2 separate regions of the Drosophila melanogaster genome follow, and region 2 is linked to region 1. Evidence: chromatin contacts called from public Hi-C data. All regions are on one chromosome and are shown on one strand. The core of a region is the stretch at or near the end of the contact, and the rest is flanking DNA. Distances in the headings are between cores, read along the strand shown. Region 1 holds the start of nej (nejire). Region 2 holds the start of nocte (no circadian temperature entrainment).

What was found. A called contact is a pair of places that touch in the nucleus more often than the background predicts.
Region 2: a Hi-C map of the Kc167 cell line shows a contact between it and region 1, with 1.8 times the contacts expected there. The contact joins the promoter of nocte here to the promoter of nej in region 1. A contact is called at or near these places in 36 of 107 Hi-C or Micro-C datasets (the D17-c3 cell line, the Kc167 cell line, the ML-DmBG3-c2 cell line and 12 more) and 1 of 6 datasets of contacts at active chromatin or transcription factors (the Kc167 cell line).

The regions. Positions count from the first base shown.
Region 1 is chrX:9,685,060-9,690,542 of dm6, reverse strand. nej (nejire) reads left to right here and starts at 3,477. Exons shown (of 14, transcript NM_001201647.2): 1 at 3,477-3,564. lncRNA:CR42657 (long non-coding RNA:CR42657) reads right to left here and starts at 2,354. Exons shown (of 3, transcript NR_123848.1): 1 at 2,054-2,354; 2 at 1,779-1,898; 3 at 1,248-1,714.
Region 2 is chrX:10,471,139-10,476,621 of dm6, reverse strand. nocte (no circadian temperature entrainment) reads left to right here and starts at 3,035. Exons shown (of 6, transcript NM_001272480.1): 1 at 3,035-3,294; 2 at 4,479-4,742; 3 at 4,839-5,004; 4 at 5,084-5,483. The coding sequence starts at 4,653. CG2889 reads right to left here and starts at 2,684. Exons shown (of 6, transcript NM_132404.2): 1 at 2,537-2,684; 2 at 1,482-1,833; 3 at 1,000-1,420; 4 at 497-941; 5 at 227-439; 6 at 1-14. The coding sequence starts at 1,604.

The sequences.
Region 1 (5,483 bases), core at 2,228-4,727:
TGCTGGTTGCACGGCATGAGCCTCGTAATCCTTTAGCCTAAACCTTAACCCGTTATGCAGATTTGTGTTAATTGGATTTATGGGGATTTTCGCATCTAAATCCTTTCACTGTCTGCAAATATTTTGGCCTTTCTAGCGTCTTCGGTCCGTTCTTCGTCGCAGATTAGATTAATCTTCGGGGTTTTTTCGCCAATTGACTTTGTATATCTTTGCTTGTATCTGAATCCCTGAACCCTATCGCTAACTATCTATGACTTCTGCACAATCGTAGATTTTGGCAGAAGTTGAACTGGCTTTTGTTTTCTGGGATCTAACCTTTAGTCTTACAAATAGTTTGATTTCGAATACACGAATTGCAAATTCAAATGTAGTGAAATCAATTGTCATTGACCATCCGTTGCATATCCCATATATGTATCGTTTTTGCTGGATTTTTGCTGGCATTATCCACGAGATGCAACAGATGGTGAAGGAATTCATCTGAGCAGATCCACGAAACGCCCCCGATATTCTTTACCCTTCTCATCCACACATATCCAAATTTATAACCAACTGAATCGAACGACAGATTGCGCAATACTCAGGTCACATTGCAAGGTCGTACCACGCCCCCTTTGACCTTTACGCGGCGCACTTGTAGTCATCTCTCGGGATCTCGAGATCTCTGGACGACTTCCACTGAATTCTCTAATCAAGCGGCAATGATGCAAAAAAAAAAAACACACACACACAGTCGAACTGAGAGAAAAACAATAGCAGCAAACAATAAATTTTAATTTCAATAATAAATATTACCCTCCCCTGTGTGTGTGCGTGTGTGTGTGTGTGGTGTTCCTTTTCTACTCTTCGTGTTTTTTGTGTGCTCCTTTATGAAGCGTGTGTCGCAGAGGGGTTACAACCGCGAACAAGATATTAGAGATCTCCTCGGAAACCATTTTGCACTAAAAATGTCAACAGCCTCAATTTACAGCCCCTAAATAGGGGCAAAAATTGTGTGTGCGTGTGTATGTGTGTGTGTGTGTGTGGGGGGGGGGTGGGGAGGGGTGAAGAAAGAGTGCCGAAACAAGGGGATACTAACACTTCCCTGGAAATCACTTGCCCGAACCGAAGAAATAACCAGATATCTGAACTCGAGCCACTTGTTGCAACACTCGAAAAAATAGTCGAGAAATGCGCGTGGAAAATAATTAAAATAAAAATATAACTGAAAATAGTAGATAGTACAAAGTAAAGGGAAAGATTACAAATTCAGATTGATAATAATATATTAACAATAAATTTGCAAAACGTACATATACATATATGCATCAATTTTTTTTAGCAGTGTATGGTTACAGTAGCTGGCCAAATGGAACCGAAGGACGCCGCATAAATGGGGTGTCGAAATGATCATCGGTTGAGAGCGCCCCGCGGCGGGCCGCTCCTCTGATCTTTGCACCGCACGCCCCGCTGCGCTCTATCCACGGTTCCAAAAGTGTGTAGAGAAAACCAACGAAAAGGATCCTCTACTCCGAAACAGGACACGCAATGGCCAACGAAAAAACAGTGGCAAATGGGCCATGGTCCATGGGAAAAAAAAAACGATATTTGCGAAATCCAGACGACAAAGGTGCCAGCACAAAGGACAACTAATTGGTTCGATTCCAAATTGAGCGTTCGCTGTTCTTTTTTCTTTAGTGTCCTTTAGATCCTGCCGCTGCTCCATTGTCCTTTGCTTTAGTCGGTGGAAATACAAATATTTATTTAATATCTAACATAGCGGAGCGCACTTGGCTTACCAATGAGAGCATTAAACGCAATGCAGCAATTTTTGAATTTTGGAAACAAGGATCAACTAATGTCTAATGAATTCTTTTTATGGCAATATTGGCTGGGTGGTTAGGGAAATCGACCCATTCCTGTGAAAAATAAAAATATTTAATTAATATCTAATAAACGGAGCTCAGTTGCTTACTAAAAAACACAGAAATAATGGAAACGAGCAAAAAAAAAAAAAAATAAATAAATTTGTTTATGAATGTCAAGTTTAGTTTTAAATCTATGCACAACTTACATTACGTTTCGGATTCTGGTGTATTGCTTTTCGGCGGATCTGAATCGTCAATAACCCGTGCAGGTAATTGTTCATTAATATTTTTATTATACATTATCTCATTCTCCACCATAAGCATTAAAGTGCGTGCTCGAGGCACTTTATTAGCTAGCCTATTTTTAGCTTTAAATGATCTATGTATTGTTTTTCTTATTTTGTTTTTTTTTGGCTTTTCCTGGTTTGACTTTCGTACTTTCATGTTTTATTCTAAATTTTCCAAAACGTATTTGTTATTCGATAATTTTTACGTTGTGTGTTTTCTTTGGGAGTCAAAGTAGAAATGAGGGTTTTGCTTGTGGGTCGGTTGTCTTGTGATTGAAATTATGTTCAATGCCTACTTTGTTAAACAAATTTAAATCGAAATACCGAAGCTCACTTTGTTTTTTTTTTATTGATACAAATTGTCTTACATTAAATCTAAAATATTATTTGTGTGCGCAGTTTTAAACAGCGAATACAATAACCCAAAGAGCAAATAGCCATGACACCCACCCTTATGTAATAGCTTTTTGAACACCATCCAGCGGGAAGTCATGCAACTAAAGGCAACTGTTTATCTTTTCTTAACCTAGGTGGCGCCATTTCTATTTCACAGATGGATTAGGCGATACACCGAAAGAAATCAGTAGATGATTGATGATATAAAAAAATAAAATAAATGTATTGTCTCAATAGGTTATATTTTGCATTTTATTTATTTATTAGAACGTTGCAGACAAGAGTTTAAATCATATAGATATCGGCTATAGCTGCTGGGGCTTTCAGCCGGACTTCTACATTATTGTTTACGTATTTAGTTACAACATTATTTGCAATTATTTACATTGTATTACTGCACTTACCTTATTGGAATATCTCAGATAGGTTTTAAAGCAAATAAAATACGTTAATGTAGGATAATTTTTTATAAAGTGCATATGCACTTCTACAAATATAGCTATTTCTTTACGCCTACATATGCGTAACCTAAACCTGAAAATTATGAATATGTTCCCCTTGTAAACAGCAAATATTATCCAAAATAGGCGCTTTGCTCATTTTACTCAATTGTACAACTAAAATTTGTATTCCATTTAGGTACTTTGATTTGCACTGTTTTCTACCCTATGTTACGCTCCACTTACAATAGAGTTTTATCAAATTGTAAAACCAAACTTTATATTCCAATTATTTTTAGGTTTTGAAACTCTTCAGTTCTTCATTCTGCATTGTTATTATAGCACGTTTCATCCATATAAATACACAAGATTAAAGGCAAATGACAATAATATCCGAAAAGATAGCTAGATAATGAATAATTACGCTTTTTAGCTACACAGCGGCCACAATGACAGCACTGTTCCTCGTACGAATGCTAACGTTAAGAAGAGGAAGAGACGAGCGGTGCTGGGTTGAAAAAAACTGGAAAAGGGGGGAAATTGGCGCAAATTGTGCACGCGAGGCGCAGCAGGGACGTTGGATCTTAACTATCGGTTTGTGTTCCTTACTTTGCGGCAAAATTAATGCAACCAATTGCCGATATACTGAGAAAAATGGCATAATTAAATAACCAGATCCAACGCATGTAGTGTAAAAAGTCGGGCATTATTCCCAATCGCAAAAGAGAGAGAATCGGTATCACTCGCTGACCCGTCTCGTTCGAGTCTTGATCGCGGTATCTCGCTTGCACCCACATACCGAGCGCCAGCCAGTCATATGGCCGTCCCGTTCATTTCGGTGACAACGTGTCGGTGTGTGTGCATCAGTGTGCAAGCTTATATGTGTGCGCTGTGTATCTGCAACAAACAACGGCGGCCGCTAACAAAAAAAATTGTAAATAAATACGCTGCCGTTCGACAGCGCGCGAAAATCGAAAAAGTGCTCGAAAAGTCAACGAAAGAGCGCCCCCAAAAGAATATAAAAAATTCCGCTAGCGGAAAGGGGGGAACAACAGAAGCAAGTGGGACATTTATTGAACAATTTGAAAATTAATTTGTTCTGTGCGTTGTTTGCATGACCACCGGTTCGTCGGACAAGGACGACGATAGTGTATCCTTCGGCGGCTGATTTTTCGGCTTGCCTCTCTCTCACACGTTCTCTTTGTCTCTCACGGCAAGAGCGAACGGAAAACACGCTAACACTGAACCCACCAGAGATGCGCAAATCCAATGACTCGATTACTTACGTGATCCTCTGTAAATATCGTTTTTCCTTTGAAGAACTTTAAACTAGATTTTTACGATGGACAAACGTTTTCAAAATTAATGTCTACAAATACTTTTTTAAACAAAAAATTCTAAACAACTGCACTCATTCAAGATGTTGATTTATTAATTCATATTAAACATCTTTTTGGAATACCTATTTGATCTCAAAAACGCTGCAAAGAATATTCATTTCATAATGATGTTGGTCTCCAACCAATGATGTTTCTTACAAAACTTCTTTGTGCACATTTTCAAGTGACCGCATAAAAGTATCGGCGAATGTGTCACCGTCATCATGTGGTCATCTCTGGACTCGCTGCTTCGTTATCTGGCGCGCCATATGTGTGCGCGTGTGTGCGTATCGGCTCTTTGGGAGCGCATGGCGTGAGCGGTCTCGCCGACGCAGAGAGCGAGGGACTAGAGCAAAACAGTGTTCCGACAGCGGTTAACAGCTGTTACGGGGCCAACAGACTGCTAGCAAAGGCATTTATATGGATTTCGGGTCGTAACAGTACGACAACAGCGGCCAAACAGCACGCGAGAGCGACGAGAGCCCACTCGCGTGTTGTGTTAAACAGTCAATTTTAGTGTATTTCCGAGCTCGGTGGTGTATTTGAACGGCTAGCCGCGGTCACACTGAAGCAAAAACATTTTTGGCTCGGAGAACGATTAACACAAGCGGACTGAAATTTTTTTGTTTTAGTGTTGCGAAAAAGTTTGTGGGATTTTTATAAAATCGCCGGAAAATGTGAAAAATATATGGTATAAAACCGAAATTCGGCAAAATTGCAAAGTATAGTTAGAAATTTAGTGCGTGGCAATCGGTGACGGTGGAAAAATAAAAATACCGGCCAAAATCGGGCTGAAATTTTTTTCAAATTTTCTACGGCATTTTCTTGAATTTCGTATTTTCGCCAAATATTTTTGCGATTTTTGTGTGGGCCGGGAAAAATGAAAAACGCTCTGGCGGAGACAACACAAAAAATTTCTGCAATAGAAACTTTGAAACGACGTGAAGAAGAAAACGAAACGAAAACGACGAACGAACACAGAAAAAAAATGGAATATATTTCTGTCGTCTGTTTTTCTTTCTTTTTCCAATGCTCCTCGCACTCGTTGCCGTTTACCGTCGTGTGTATATTGCACACTAATGCCGCTTGGCACTAATACCATCGCATGCTTTCTCTCTCGGACTCGTGCTCGCT
Region 2 (5,483 bases), core at 1,786-4,285, 790 kb before region 1:
GTACATTGGCAAAGCTGTAACAGATAATTTCATATCAAATACTCAACTTGCAAGACAGTTTTTTTATCTTAAAAAAATTATTTCTTTCTTGCTATTCTCGAAACAGTGTGAGTGCGGAATAAGTAGACAGCTATCCCTCTCATTTGCGTGTGGAATGAATAAAGATTACTAATTCAAATATGGGGCAAGAATTCCAATTCGATCAGAGACCCTGCTCTATTCTCACCTTTTGCAGCAGATCTCGCAGGTGTGCTCCAGTTGATCGGTGTCGTGCTTGGCCAGATGATTGGCCATACGGCGCTCGCTGCTGAAGGTGCGTTCGCACTTGGGGCACGGGAACTTGAGCACCTTGCCGATTTGAGCCACCTTGTTGTGCACCGTCTCGATATGAGTGGCCAAGTAGTCCTGCGAGTTGAGCGACTTCTTGCAAATGGTGCAGCTATGGGATTTTAAAGTCTATGTAGCAACAGACAGAACCCTCGGGCTTCAAACTCACGTAAATAGCTTGGGGTTGATATGTTTGCGGATGTGGTCCATCAGCTTGGAAGCGCGTGTAAAGACTTTGCCGCAGCACTTGATGTAGTACTCGCGCTGGTGCACCTCCAGGAAGTGGGTCTTCAATTCGGATAGGTAGGGAGCACTAAATTCGCACAGGTCGCAGCTTGCACTCATGTAGCTAGCAATGGCCTTCTCGTAGCTCTTGGCCAGCTGAGCACGGGAGCAGCCCTTGGGCTTGCGCTCGAGAACGGCCTGTAGCTCGGACTCCTGCGACTCGGTGGTTGTTCGCTGGTCAGGTGCCTTCCTGCGCCGACGCTTGCCACCATCGTCGAGCAGATCTGCAAGCTCCTGCTGCAGCGATATCGGACCCTGATCCTTGGAGGAACGTGCCGAGGTTTTGCGCTTGGGCTTCATTTTCGATTTCAGACGGACCAGGGGTTCATCTGCAATGGAACAGGAACTTAGTTACGGCTAATCCTTGGGAAACATTAAGATAATAACCATCTGAGGAGTCAGATTCAGATTCCGGCTGCCCCTCGGTCACCTCCGGTTCGCTATCACTAGCTTGCAGGCAGGGCTTCTCGTCCTCCTCCTCCTCGCAGGGCAGCTGCTCCTTGATCGGTTCCCTGACTTCCACACTGTCCACATTCACGTCCAGCACGCTTCCCAGCAGACTAAGGTTGTGCAGGTCCAACGGTTTCTCGTCCATGTCGCCAGCCGCCAGCGGCAGTTCGTCGATGTTGACGTCCACGTCCACACCGCCCGTCCACTTCATGGCCGCACAGTCGACGTCCACGGTAAGGAACTCCTTCTTGAGTGAGCACTGCTTCTGCTCCACCAGCTGCCAGAAGCCATTGAAGTCCTCCAGATGCTCACAGCACTCGGTACAGACGCTGGTCGAGATGCCGTCGTCTGGTAGGATCTGCATGGGATGGCTTATTGGAATTGTTTTGATACCATTGGTATTTGCCAGATACACTCACCTCCAGCTGCAGAAACTTCGCAATCATCTTGACCAGGCGCGTCTCCGCAAGCGTATCGTCCGTCTCAAAGAGGAAGACAGCGCTTCCGGGACTAAGACATCGCAGGCAAAGGCGACAAATCATTTCGCGCGAACAGAACCACAACGCAAAGTCAAATAAATAAAAAATTTAAACAGTTTTTCGTTGTAAACAACATAATTCACCTATCGTGAATCGATAACAGAATCCAATTGTGAATGGCAAAACTTCATCTCAGGAGTTTTTTGCGGGGTGGCCACCCTGATCGTTGAGTATTTCTCTTTAATTTCTCTTACAATTTATGGTCTACGTTTTTAATTGTCTGCAAAATACGCTGTAAACGATTATCCATTAATTAAAAATCGAAAATATGAAACTTAATATATCGCTGGATACACATCAAAACGATGGCATTCTGCGGACGGTCAGGCAGCACGCCAATCGACCCACACAACTCTGGCAACGCTTGCCGTAAAATGGCAAAAAAATAATACATACGATTTAAAACTAATGGACAATTACGTATTACGTGAAAAGAACGCAACGCAAATAATCAAAACAAATAAGAAACGCAACTCGTGTGCGTGTGTAGTGTGTGTGCAGAGCTAAAACCTAGCGAAGGAAAGGCAAAAACCCGTGGAAAAAGCGAATTCAAACGGGTTTACTCGAAGCCTCCTCACCCGATACCATTTTCCACCTACACTTGCAAAAAAGCGACAGCGCGCGAGAGGGACGGCGCGAGTGAGCGGAGAGTGGGAGAGCGCAGTGCAAGTGAGTGGGAGCGAGAGCGCTGACAAAGCCAGCGCAACATAGCGAAAATCGCAACCAAATCGAAATCGAAATTCAACCAAATCGAAGATTCTGGCGAACAAAGGCGACTAACAACAACAACTGCAGCAGCGGCACGTCTCGTCTTGGTTGCGCTCTCTTTTGTTTTCGTCCCGTGTTTTAACAAGCGGCGAAACGGGCGCTGAGTAAGCGCCAGAAAGAGTGCAAAAAAAAGGCGAAGGAAAGAAAGAAGCCAAGGAGCAACGAACTGTGTTTGCGGTGTGTGCTCTGCGTGCGAAAGGGTAAGCTCTATGGTCTCTCATGCTCTCGCTCTGGAAGTAGGCCGGAACCGAGATTTGTTTGCTAAATTATGTTTAATTGCACAGCGGGTTTGTAAATCTGTGATTTTGTTTGTAGAAAATACGCATTGTATCAAAGAAATATTTTTGTCGGTTCTGTCAAATTCGACGTGTGGGAGTGGGAGGGAAGTTCAGCTAGTCATGTTGTCCCGCTCTATATCGCAAACAGCGTTGCATTTGTCGTCGGCAGGTCATCGTGGTCCGTTTTCTCTTTTTGTCGGCATCGATGCATAGAGTCCGTGTTAATTTCCGTTTAATCGCTAAATAGCACGCTCTCTAATTGTTTAATAATTGCCAGGCGACTGCCACCCCCGGAATTAGTTTCACTCGGCGGTCTGGCTGGATCCCAACGGACCAGGTGGCAACGCCGCGCTCCACACCACTCACGCACGCAATACATTCGAAAAGTGAGAAGTGGTAGAGGAAGAACTCGAGGAAGAAGAATTAGCGGCAAACTTTATGTTGGACGGTGAAAAGCAGAATCAAAAGATATCAATTTCCGCGAAGTTAACAGTTAAATAACCAACATACAGGCGGCCAAGTGTGCCAGCAGACCGCGAAACATTCGAAGTAAACAAATTCAAGCGTTTTCCATTCAGTTTATCATCGCTGCCCAACAAACGAAACTCCCCGAGTGTATTGCTGTGTGCGTGCGTGCTGTTTAAACGGTATATTTTACTCGTCTCTCCTCTTTGTTTGCCTTTGCCAGCCACTGTGCCATGCAAAATTAATAAAAGGATACGGCTGTAAAACAAAAGGTGGTCAAAAAAAAAAATTGCACTCGTCGATTAAATAATAACTATCAAATCCTCTCGGTTTCTGCGAACGTAAGTGTGTGTGTGTGCGTGATGTGTGCGCCTGTGCCTGCGTGGTGTTAGTGTGCGTTGTGCTTGTGAATGGTTGTTATTACAAAAAGGAGACATAGAATTGTTGCCAAGCGTTTAGATTGTCTTGTACTCCCCCCACTTGCATCTGTCAAATTGGTTACATTTTAAATGCCGGCCTTTGTTGTTGTCGCTCTTGTTGCGAGGATTTTACTGGCCCCGTTTTTTCTATTGTTGCTGTAGTTGTCAGCCATTGTTCGGCCGCCCCTTCACGCCCCCTGCCGCAATTATTACAAGACGCCACCGCAAAAAATTCTTTCAATGCGTTGCCGCTTCTGCCGCTGCTGGCGCTGGTGTGTGTGTGTGGGTAAATCTATCTAGCTGTCCCGCTTCCGCTGTCACCCGCCCAAGGCAGCCTCTCAGTTGCGTGTGCTGCGAGGCACTGGCTGTCCTGCTCGCACCAAACATTGCCTGCATTCAGTGTCGGATCAAAGGGGGGAGCGAAACTGGGAAATAGTTGCCCCAAACGTTTTCGTAATAAACGCAATATCAACAAAATACCAAATGATTCTACAAACAGTTTCGAATGGTAGTAGTCGAATGGAATTACACTCTAGTTGTTACTTTAACGAAGCATTAAGAACTTGAACGTATTTCGCAACAGCATGTGTTGGAAAACTACCAAGAAACTTCTTTAGTTTCAGTGGAAATGAAATATCAAAAGCATTTCTACTAAAACTCGGTTTAGTTGAAACCCATACCTATTATTGTTTGAAGAGGTTATTTTCCAAATTATTTGCAATATCTTTCTAAGAAGAACCAATTTTCGCTACAGATCCACCTCTGTAAGCGTTAGTGGTGCGGATCGGTTGGGGGTGGCTAAATAGAGGAGTTCCCGGACACACAATAACCAGCGTGTTGAAAACAATTTGTCGGGAGCACCACCCACTTGCAACTGACTAGCCTCGCCTCGCTACGCCTGCACCTATACTCAATTAAATGCCTATCTACGCTTTTGTATTTTGCAGCCCACCAGAAAGACTGAAACAAGGAGCTTCGGCCCAAAAGCGATCCCAGCTCCTTAAACTCATTCTCGTCAAGAACCACAGCCACATCCTAGCCCATCCTCCAGCGCAGCGGGAAGACGAGGAGCGCGGCGGTGGCGAGAAGGAAGCTAACGCTAATGAGGATCTATTGGCAGCATGAGTACACTGGGGGGAAGTAGGGGAGAGCGAAATGCCAAGCCCAAATTCACAGCGTTAGATATAAATCGCATGTACAAGAATAGCCGCGTAAGTAGCGAGCCCCTAGACCTAGATCTAGATCTACATCTAGATCTTGATAGATCCAAACCTATCTGATCGCCAACTTGTTCTTATTGTTTGCAGGGCGAGTCAAGTGAACCATCTGCACAAAAGAATCAAGTGCCACGTAAACATGGAATGCAAATCTTGGGCAAAGTGCCGTCCGCTAGGCGACCACCAGCCAATTTGCCATCCCTGAAGGCCGAGACCCACACCAGCAGCAACAACAATCTCTTAGTCTCAGTCGAAGGTGGGTGTTCTACGATTTTATCTTATTGAAAGCGTGTGTACTAAGATGTACCTTTAACTGGGTGAATTTTCCATTTTAGGAGCCACATCTGGTGGGGCGGGCGCAGGCGGAGCAGCGGGATCTGGCGCGGCAGGAACCAACACTAGCCACAACAACACCACTGCCCACAGCGGAAGTTCAGGAACGAGCGGCGGAGCGGGATCAGGCGGCGGAGGAACTGCGTCTTCATCTGCTGGTGGCCATCTATCCCAGCAGCTGACTCACAGCCAGCATCAGCACAATAATAACGTCGCTCTCGGCCCTAACGCCGGAAAGTTTGTCAACAGCAACAACGGCAGCAGCAACAACAACGCCGGCAGCTCAGGCAGCGGCAACAAGAACTTCAAATTAATCAACAACTCCGTGGGCAGTTCCGGCGGAGGCGGACAAGGAGGGTCGGGCGGCGGCGGATCGTCAGGAGTAGGAGGTGGATCAGGGTC